Linked DNA regions of Mus musculus: all the other regions are linked to region 1. The links are chromatin contacts, called in public HiChIP or PLAC-seq maps. All regions are on one chromosome and are shown on one strand. Each heading gives the region's core, a stretch centred on a gene start, on an enhancer-like site or on the middle of the called end of the contact. The rest is flanking DNA. Distances are from core to core; before and after follow the strand shown.

The links. HiChIP or PLAC-seq counts read pairs in DNA pulled down with a chosen protein or histone mark.
Region 2: a contact with region 1 is called in an H3K27ac HiChIP or PLAC-seq map of trophoblast stem cells, with 5 times the contacts expected there. The contact joins the enhancer-like site here to the promoter of Slc25a29 in region 1. A contact is called at or near these places in 1 of 39 promoter capture datasets (liver), 8 of 115 datasets of contacts at active chromatin or transcription factors (astrocytes, embryonic forebrain, embryonic limb bud and 5 more) and 1 of 9 other capture datasets (adipose tissue).
Region 3: a contact with region 1 is called in an H3K27ac HiChIP or PLAC-seq map of thymic regulatory T cells, with 8 times the contacts expected there. The contact joins the enhancer-like site here to the promoter of Slc25a29 in region 1. A contact is called at or near these places in 1 of 39 promoter capture datasets (cranial neural crest), 9 of 115 datasets of contacts at active chromatin or transcription factors (the NIH/3T3 cell line, SST interneurons, astrocytes and 6 more) and 2 of 9 other capture datasets (adipose tissue and pancreatic islet).

What each region holds. Positions count from the first base shown.
Region 1 is chr12:108,834,075-108,837,424 of GRCm38.p6, forward strand. It overlaps Slc25a29 (solute carrier family 25 (mitochondrial carrier, palmitoylcarnitine transporter), member 29), which reads right to left and starts at 1,802. Exons shown (of 4, transcript NM_181328.3): 1 at 1,578-1,802. The coding sequence starts at 1,611. Mir345 (microRNA 345) reads left to right here and starts at 2,899; the gene lies at 2,899-2,994.
Region 2 is chr12:110,470,601-110,473,950 of GRCm38.p6, forward strand. The region is part of intron 3 of Ppp2r5c (protein phosphatase 2, regulatory subunit B', gamma); the gene reads left to right. All of the region lies in intron 5 of Gm19605 (predicted gene, 19605), which reads right to left. Among named protein-coding and RNA genes, the nearest start is that of Gm19605, 13 kb to the right of the region's middle. Within about 2 kb of position 1,856, at least 36 of the 459 cell types and tissues checked have an H3K27ac peak or open chromatin away from gene starts, as enhancers often do. A contact at or near this core is called in trophoblast stem cells, where this site is marked.
Region 3 is chr12:110,373,469-110,376,818 of GRCm38.p6, forward strand. No RefSeq gene overlaps it. Among named protein-coding and RNA genes, the nearest start is that of Gm40577, 43 kb to the right of the region's middle. Within about 2 kb of position 1,858, at least 19 of the 459 cell types and tissues checked have an H3K27ac peak or open chromatin away from gene starts, as enhancers often do. A contact at or near this core is called in thymic regulatory T cells, where this site is marked.

The DNA of each region.
Region 1 (3,350 bases), core at 552-3,051:
TAGGATGTGTCCTGGGCCATGCAGGCACACCCATGGTATGTTCTTCCTCTAGAAAGAGGCCGCACCATCATCCTGTCCTTCAGAGAGAAAGGACCAAAGCCAGAAGGAACCAAGCGGATACATTAGAAGGCCCAATCCCCACGTGTCTTGAAGCTTGTCTGACAGCATGCACTGAGCAGAGCTGGGAACCTGGAAGGCAAGCCTGGGGCACAAGCAGACTGTTGTCTGCCCCGCAGCTGCCCTACCAAATCAGAGAGGCTAAGTGTGTGTTTCCCACTCCACGCCCCATTTCTTTCCTTACTAGATGATGAATCTTACTCTGTTGGTGACCTCCACCTCTATTCAGCTGAAACCTCAGACGTGCATGAAGTCAGTGCTTGACTTCACGTAGTTGGGCACTCTCTACACACCCTGGGTGAGAATGCAGACCAGGCTGGAGACAGGGCACATGACCACCCTGAGACAGGCTGGTTGAAGACAGATGGGTATCCCAGGCAGGGAGGGCCTACTTGAGCAAGTGCCCATGGGCTTGTGGGACAGTGGGGGTGCTCAAAGTCTCTATGCAAGCCTGGCCTCAGGGTGAATATATGCTCCCCAGATCAACTGTATATCCCAGGCTACAAATGGAGGTAACTCTGGCCCTGGGGAAACTGCAGTACAAGGGGGTCTTGGCCACGGCAGGAGTCCTGGCCATTGAAGATGCCCTCACCTGCCCTGTTACAGCTGGGGCTAGCATGGGGCTCTTTCTGGGTCTCTAATTCTCCACCTGCTTGTGGAAATCTCTGTGGCCTTCCCACAGCTTACAGAAGAAAGACTTGGTGACAGTCTGGTGGTTCTCAAGCACCTAGAGGGTACGTCACTGCTCAGGGAAGGCATTCTGCCAGACAGCAATGTTCTCCATCCAGGAAGAAGCAAGCACGGATTAAGCACCTAAGGCCAACTCCAGCCTATCACTGTTCCAGGAGAGACCTTTCCGGGTAGGGCTATGAAGGATGAAGACAGCAGGACAGGTGGATGAGGAGCCAGGTCTGGGCCTCAGAGCTGAACATATAACCAGCCAGACCACTACCACCTCAGTCGATTCACCTGGAATCCCAGCGGCTAAACCAGGCTCTATTTAATACTTAGTAAATAAACTAATCCTCTAGGCAAAAGGAAAGGCACTAAACGTTCAACAGGTCCGCACGGTAGTGTCATGGGCAGACCTAGCCTGCTCTCAGCTTCGAGCGCTCTTCAGTCAGGTTGACATGACCATTTATTTGACCACCCGGTGGACCGCCTCCTCCTCTCCTGAGCCCTCCAGCAGCTTAAAGCAATGCATGGGAAGTGCTGGGCGCCTGGGGTCGGGCCAGCCTTCTAGGAGGTCGCGCGGTGTCACCAGCCTCGCTCAGACAGCTGCGGGAAGGGATCAGTAGGCTGCGCGCCCGCATCCTTCTGTTCTGTCCCTGCCTCCGGCCAAGCCGCGGTGCTGCCAGGATCCCCAGACCTTGCACTCAGTGCGCACGGAAGGGTCAAGAAGACACCTGTCGCCGCGTACCAGCCAGAACGCCCGCCTGGCATGCCGGTCATCTCCTTACCTCCGGCGCATCCAGCCAGGAAGTCGAGCGCCATGGCCCGGCCCGGCGAGCCGGCTGTGTCTTACTACTCCTCGGGCCCGGCCCGCGGTTGGCCGTCGCGACTCCTGCTATCTGGCCTCCGGGCGCGCAGCCGGGTCGGGGAGGCGACTGGATGGCGACTCCTAGAAAAGCACTCCCCTGGCGTCCAGCTTGCCGGGCCTCACCTCGCACCGCTCGCACCGCCCCGTCGGCCTCAGCCCCCGCGGGGGCAGAGCGCAACCAATCGGTAAGCGAGGCACGGACACACCCCGTGCTCCGGGTGCCGCCGCCAAGTCTCATTGGCTGGGCGCGCCTGGAAGGTGTGGCCTCGGGCGCGGCGGGCGGGGGTGCCTCCCGGCTCAGTAGACAAAGACTGTGCTTCTCGGGCCCGCCCGCACGGCGCAAGGAAGGGGCAGTGCGGTGGGCACACTGCACACTGGAGCCCAGAACCTCCCAACCGCACGGTCCGAAGGGCGGCGCTCGATCTGCTTCAATCCTCGGACCCCTCACGGTATTTGGATGCGACTCTCCTGCTCAACCTCATCGTCCTTGCCTGTGTCAAGAGGACACAGTGGCGAGTGCACACGTGGAACGCCGCGACTCTCCCAAGGCCTACTTTGGTCTTGGACTCAGCTTGCTGGGAAAGTTCGAGAACGACCGCCCACTTGGAGGGGCCTCTGAGGCCCCGGATCTTCTTAAGCGAACGCGCAGGAGTACTGAGGACCCAGTGCACCCAGGCAGAGACAGGGACTTGAGTTTGAAGGACGTAGAAACGTTTTCAAACAGAAGGGGCCTGTGGATGGGGCCTGAGGATGGAAGGGTGCCGCCAAGCCCGACGTGTTCCTGGGAGCCGCCAGCAGGCCAGATCAGGGGCGCGGGCATCTGACTGCAGCTCTGGGCCTTGGGACAGGGTGAGCTAGGTGCAGGACAAGGAGCAAGCAGATATTCCAGGCTTGGAGAGCATTAAAGTTGAGGTGGGCTAAGAACCCGACGCGCCGCCCCCCACCCCCCCAGTTGCTGGTAATATCTACAACAGCAAGGAGTCTGGAAGCAAGTCCAAGTGATGGATACAGCCATCACTTACCGGGCCTCTGCTGGTCGTGACTTTCTTTTAAGCTGAGAGTGGAGTAACAGACTCCTGTGGTTACTCGAACTCTGCTCTTGCCTCTCCCCTCCCTAAACTGGGCGCGGAGTTGTGGGATGGCAGATCTGATGGAGGGGCAGCTCTGAGACCAGGGACCCCAGTGTTGTTTGAGAGGTGGTGTTTATCCTTGGAATTGAATGGACCCTTCGTGAAGCCGACACCCAAGTCCAGGCCTGCTGACCCCTAGTCCAGTGCTTGTGGTGGCTACTGGGCCCTGAACTAGGGGTCTGGAGACCTGGGTTTGATCTCCACAGGCTTTGAGTCATCTGGATGCCTTCTAAAGGCAGGTGGTAAGAGGAAGAAGGAAGTACACACTGGAACTGGGGTGATTGTAGGATCCCTCCTGAGGCCTTTGCCATTAACCCCAGCAATCCTCCTGCAGGGACACAGCCATAAGAATACCCTGGGGTCCGGTGGTAAAGCTCGGGTCTTCACGCCTCCACCCTGGTTTCTGGTTCTAAGAAACGGGAGGGCATCCGATGAGACAAGACGGCTCTTTCTGCCTGTGGCTTCGAGACAGGCTCTTGATATGTAGCCCAGGTTGGTCTTGAACTTGACACCTTCATGGCCTGCCTCCTGAATGATGACACCTGGTTACCTTTTCTTTCCCT
Region 2 (3,350 bases), core at 606-3,105, 1.6 Mb after region 1:
CTTTTGAAATAATCTTGGTATGTTCTCCAGGTTTGAACTTGTGAGCCCAAGTGATGCCTGCAAGTAGCTGGGTCACCACGGTGCCCAGCCTAGCCGGGTCTGCAGGCGCACACCATGGTGCCCAGCTTACCCTGGCTGTCCTTTTTCTTCTTACTGTACCACTGATTGACCCGAGGACCTTATTCGCCCTAGGAAAGTGCTCAACCACTGAGCTATACCACCAGCCTTCTTTTGACTTTATTATTTTGCAACATAAACTCACTAATTTGGCCAGACTATTCTTAAACTTACCCTCTAGTCCAAACAGGCTCTGAATTTGTTAGCATCCTACCTTAGCCTCCTAAACCTGGGATTGTGGTTTGCAGTGCTAGGTCTAACTTACACTCATTTTTTTTTTTTAATGTTGATTTTTGTTCTTGGCAGCATTACAAAATTCTTACATCATTTTTTTCTTTTATCAGTTTTGGTAGGTATTTATTTATTAACGAAACCCTTAAACTTTCTTATATAGGGACTGGAGAGATGGCTCAGTGATTAAGAGCACTGGCTGCTCTTCCAGAGGACCCAGATTCAAGCCCCAGCCCTCACGTGGCAGCTCACCCTGGTTGCAGGGGACCGGCCTTAGTCATTGATCTATTGCTATGAAGAGACACCATAGACACTCTTAGAAAGGAAAACGTTTAGTTAGGGCTGCTTTATAGTTTCAGAGTCTTAGTGCATTATCACTGGGCAGAGAACATGGCTACACATAAGCAGACACAGCGCTGGAGACGGAGTCAAGGTTCTACATCCAGATCCACAGGCAGGAAGAGAGAAATGAAACCCAGGAGCCCACCCCCAGTGACACACTTCCACCGACAAGGCCACCCCTGCTAATCCTTTCAAATACCACCACTCCCTATGAGCCTACAGGGGTGAGGTGGGGGTGGGGTGGGTGTGGGGGGCATTTTCATTCAAACCACAACGTGATCCAGTCCCATAATTCTGGCTTCTCCAGGAGCCAGGCCCACATCTGGTGCACCGATGTACAAACAGACCAAATAGCCATACACATAAAAATAGAAATGACCTTGTTTTAAAGTTAAGGCTATCAGCTGAGGGTGGTGACACATACCTTAAGATCCAGCACTCAGGGAATCAGGAAGGTGGATCTCTGTGAGTTCAAGACCAGTCTGGTCTACAGAATGAGCTCTATGACAGCCAGGGCTACACAGAGAAACCCTGTCTCGAAAACAACAAAGCAAACATAAAAGCCCTCTATATGGTAAGGCCATGCTATCTGCCATAGCTTCAGTTTGGTTGCCCTTGATTTCCCTCTCGTGTTGGATCGTTCTGTCTAGGACTATAGCATGCTTTGAGTAAGAGTGTGAGGATGGCGTCCTCCTGTTGCTCCTGACCTCAAGGAATGCTTTCAGCTCTTCCCACTCAGTACACACAGCCTTTGTTGTGAAATGTGTCCCTCTGTGCCTGTCCTTTCTTCCCTCTGTCTCTCTGTTTTCCCTTCCTTTTTTTTTTTTTTTTTGTACTGGAACCTGTAAGGGTCTATCATTCTCTGAAGAATGATACCCTGGACTCAAACTATGTAAACACAACGAGTGTTTTATTCTGCACAAGTCCAGCATGCTGGGGTCTCCCATTACCCGAATAGAGAGACACACAGGTGAGCTCACAGGCCTGATTTAAAGCACGTTAGGGAATTTCTGGGTAGGTGACCTCTGTGTTAATCTGTTGGGTCCATCTCTATGCAGATTCCTTTACCTGGGTGTAAGGGCTGGGAACCTGCTGTGGAAGGTCTGGAAGCTGCTGCTGACCCATTGTCCTTGCCTCAGGCCAGATGATGGGCGGGGCAGCTTCTGGGGACTTGCCTGGACTTGCCCGGTTCTCAGAAACAGAGATTTGGGCCTAGTCTCCTTAACTCCCAATGTGAAGCCTATCAAAGAATCAGCCTGGCCTTCTCAGAACCCACTAAAGTAGAAATTAAAAGTATGTTGACCAGGCTGGCCTCAGACTCACAGAGCCCTACCTGCCTCTGCCTCCTGAGGGCTGGCATTACAGACATGCACCATCACAGAGTACCATGGGTTCTTCCTGTGTCTGATGTCACGATGGTCATACAGCCTTTCTGTCTATCATTCTGTTAATGTGATAAGTTTATTGGTTACACGTGTCAAATCATTCTTGCCTCTCTGTTATGACTCATAGATTTTGTCCTCTTTCTCTGTTTGTTTGTCTCTTTCTTTCTTGATTCATTCATTTATATGAAAGCTGTCTGCATGGACACCTGAATGCCATCAGATTGCATTACAGATGGTTGTGAGCCACCATGTGGTTGCTGGGAACTGAACTCAGGACCTCTGGAAGAGAAGCCAGAGATCTTAACATCTGAGCCCAGTCTCTTGCTTCCTCCGTTTTCTTTCTTTCTTTTTTTCTTTTTTTTTGGGTTTTCGAGACAGGGTTTCTCTGTATAGCTCTGGCTGTCCTGGAACTCACTCTGTAGACCAGGCTGGCCTTGAACTCAGAAATCCACCTGCCTCTGCCTCCCAAGTGCTGGGGTTAAAGGCGTGCGCCACCACGCCCGGCTCATTTTCATTTTTTAAGATGTATTTATTTTTATTTTGTGTGTATGAGTGTTTACCTGCATGTATCTAAATGTACCAGGTGTATTGCTAATGTATACCAGGCTGACCTCAAATTTTGAGAGAGCTAGCTGTCTGCCTCTGCCTCCCAAGTGCTGGGATCAAAGGTGTGGGCATGCCCGTGCCCATCCACGCCCAGCAGCTCTAGATGTCTTTAACTTGACTTTCTTATTGAAATATAGTTTCTTTTGTGTGTTTGGATGTGAGTCCTCTTATTTTATCATACAATTCACTCATCAGTATTATAAAAACTAAATACAAGGCCGGGCTGTGGTAGCGCATGCCTGTAATCCCAGCACTTGGGAGGCAGGCGGATTTCTGAGTTCAAGGCCAGCCTGGTTTACAAAGTGAGTTCTAGGACAGCCAGGGCTATACAGAGAAACCCATCTCATGTACCCCTAATTCTCAGTAGCAGGCACAGAATCACCCTGGTTTTTTGAATACCTGTTCCCTGTTGTCTCACTGAGACTCTCCTGGTGTGTCTCCTCCGCAGCCCATCTGTTTACCTTTTAATTTCACATGGTTGTCTTTTTCATTTCTGGATGTTGTAGTTAATTTTTTTTTTTAATTTTCCTTGTGGGCTTGGGAGATAGCTTGGTAGGTTGTAGTGCAGGAAACACAAGTTTGGGGACCCAAGTTCAGGCCTCCAACATCCATGTAAAATTCTGGGTGTGGCTGTACCTGCCTGTAAGACCAGCCTCTAGGGTCAGAGTT
Region 3 (3,350 bases), core at 608-3,107, 1.5 Mb after region 1:
GAGGCTCCCCGGGGAGGGGGCAGCTCGCTGGCTGCGCAGAAGCACGCCGCATGTCCCGGGACACAGCCGCAGGGCCGGGGTGAAGCGAGGACAAGACGGCTTGTGGGCTCAGCCTGCCCCCTGCTGGTTATCAGCAGGAACGCAGCAGTCGCAAGCACCCCATCCGCCCAGCGCCAGACTCCTCTGGATCCTTCTAGAAGCAGCTACGCCACGGGCTGTCAGGCGCCTGCGCTCTTGTCCCGCATGAATTTTTGCTGCGCAGACCTAGTTGGGGAGGGCTATCTGGCTTGGAAATGCGTGCGCCCTTGAAAGAAAACCGCCTCCTCTGTCCTCTGCAGCCTGGACCATAGTTCCTGGTGCACTGTCGTCACTAATAAGCATCCACTTGTAGAAAAAAAAAAAAAAAGCACAGAGATCCTCAGTATCTAGCAGAGGTTGCACAGCCAGAAGCTGGCAGAGTAGGAGATTGCAGTCCACCTGTGTCCAGTCCAAAGCCTGTGTTTATCTTGTATTGCTTGTTGGCCCTCTCAGGAGTTGGGGTCCCAGGCTAGTCTTCTGGAACCCATAAAGAGACACCTGTGTAAGGAGCCAAGGGAGTTATTTCCAAAGGACTAAACACCACATACCAAGTTACCTAGTGCACATAGCTGTTCAATAAGGTAGGCGCACGCCCACGCCCATTCCCAGGATATGTAAGCTGAGGCTGAAAAAGACTGCAACAAGCAAGAAATTAGAACTAGTACCTGCCAACCCAGACTTGGCTCCTGATCACTCCAGAACCAGACCCCATTCCTCAGGAAGCAGTGAGCAATCCCTCTGCCCACTCGTGTGCCCACTCCCCTGTATAACACACACACATGCTGGCCAGTACCCATGCCTTAAGGGAACACTAAGCTCAAATCGTATGAGTCCTCGTATGAGGGCACTGGGGGGCGGGGGGCGCGGGGGAGAACCGGGGTGGGTCCCTGACGCCGACAGTGCTAGTACGGCTGCTCTCTGGGACCTCCAGTTTATTCTTTAAGGAAGATCTCAGGAATTGAGCCACTGAACACTGAAGCCCCAGTCCCACAAAGTAAGGCTTCTAGGAAATACCCCAGACACTCGCTGAGACAGACTTCTGGGAAGGGGCTCACAGCCCACCCCAAACTGAGGGGGTTAGCCCTCTGCCGTCAGCCCAGGCTGCTGGGACAGGGAAGTCCAGCCCATAGGCAAGCCCTGGCTGCAGCTATGGGGTCTGAGGGCAGATGCACACCTGGGGGTCCTGGTCCTCTCTTTTACTCCTTATCTGTGTGTGATCTCCGCCCTGGGCTACCCCTTGGCTCCCCACAATACCCTTCCTGCCTTGGTCAGTCTAAGTGGATATCTGCTACACAGAAAGCCACTCTCTGTCAGATTATCACGTTATCCCCTCATAATAGGTACAACAATTATAAGCACCCATCAAGCCTGGCTGACGGACCCTACATCATAGGGCAGATTGAGCCACGGTTTGTTTCCCTGTGTCTCCCCTGCCCCTCTGACACCCACCCCTAGGAGAGGATGGTCGGGTGAAGGAAAGGTAAGGGGTTATTGCTTTTCGTTTGGCCCAAGCTGGGAACCACTGGAGGTTGAACTGTGAACTTGTTCCAGCTTTCCTCTGGACCTGGATGTCCCACCTTTGCAGTGAGGTGCTACAAGGTACCCCAGTAGGAGTGTGCAGAAGGTGGGGTGGGGGGGGAGGCCAGCTCCAGGACCCAGCTCCAGGTCAGATTGGGTCAGCAGCGTCGCCATGCAACGGGCGCCAGAATGAGGCTTATGCGTCTGCCTCCTGTCTGGGTCCTGCCCCAGGAGGGACTGACAGGGCTATTATTGCTGTTCTTGCGCAGGGCCACTCAGACACCAGCTAATTTGTTTCAATCGCACCCCCTCCCTTATTGATCAGTGCTTTCGTAGGGTGTTGCGTTAAATGACTTGTCGCCATAGCAACCATCAGATACTCCTGGGGACCGATGAGTCTGTTTCCTGAGCCAGATCGCCCCCTAAGAGCGCGAGGGAACAAATCTCTTTTCATATCGTGGCTGTCTGCTGAAAGGGACAGGATATTGCTCAGACGAGTCCTTTTGAAAAACAATATTAAAAAAGAACATAACCAGGTTTTTCAACAGATTATAAAGTTGTTTCATAAGGTGCCTTCCTCTTAAGAAATATGAAATCAGATTTTAAAACCTTTGACCAAGTTAATCTTTCTCCTGACTACTTTGTCTCTCCTTAGGAAATAAGCTGAAATATGAAAGCACTTCCCTGCATAAAGACATCAGCCGTACCATTTATTAGGAGAAAAATTGAAAACAGACTAAAAGCACAGTAATGGAAGATTCAGATAAACTACAGTTCACACACCTGTGAGCATATTAGAGATGTTTCCAATGTTACTTATGAAAGAGACATTTATGTCGATGGGGAGAGGAAACAAGATGTTTAAGCCTGTCTGCGAGGTAAACTTAATGAACACAAAACAAGCCCCAGCGTGGGAAGGGAGGCGACACTTGAGCACCCACTGTGTGGCCAGCCCATCCAGGGTCTTAGGGTCCAAGTCATCTCTACCTCTTGTGCTTTAAAAACAATTAATATGCATTGTTACTTTTCAAAGAAAAGGGGTGTGTGTGGGTGTGGGGGGGGGTGTTAAGCTAGGGTACCTTTTTCAACCTCCAGGTTAACAATGAAAGCAAGATCCTAAATTCTGAGAGTGAGGAAAGAATTAGGGACCTAAGCCCCCTGCCAGTCTCCAGGCTCTAGGAAAGACCAGCAGCTCCCCCACCAGGATGCTCACGCTTTGGTGAGAGATGTTCTGTCTGCAGGGGCTAGAGGCTGCTGGAAGCCAGGTGCTGCTCAGGAGGTGGGGTTGGGGAGCTGCTTGCTGTGTGCATGGTGGCTCACTGCAGAACAGGACAGCTATAAAGACAACACGGTACAGTGGTGTGTGCCATCCTTAGACTGCACATGCTTGCACCATTTAGGTTTCTAGACCAAAAACACTGTCCTGTGGTTGCCCTGGTCTAAACCATAGCTAGCGTGGCATGGCACCTGCCTTCGGACTAAATGTAACTTTGTATTAGGAAACAAAGAAGTGCCCTCTTCCAGGGGTTCAGCTCTGTGAAGGCATAGAGCCCCCCCCTCACCCCCCAGTGTGTTGGGGAAGCTAGGCTAGACTCACATCTTCATAGGTACAGCTGCAAAACTGAATATCCCCCAGTACTGTCAGGCCAGAGGCAGGCAGGCTTCCAGAGCCTGCAGTACCATGAGCGCCACCTTCAGTCCCCCTAAAGCAACTACAGTACAACCCGCAAACCCGCAGCACCTTCCCCCCCCCC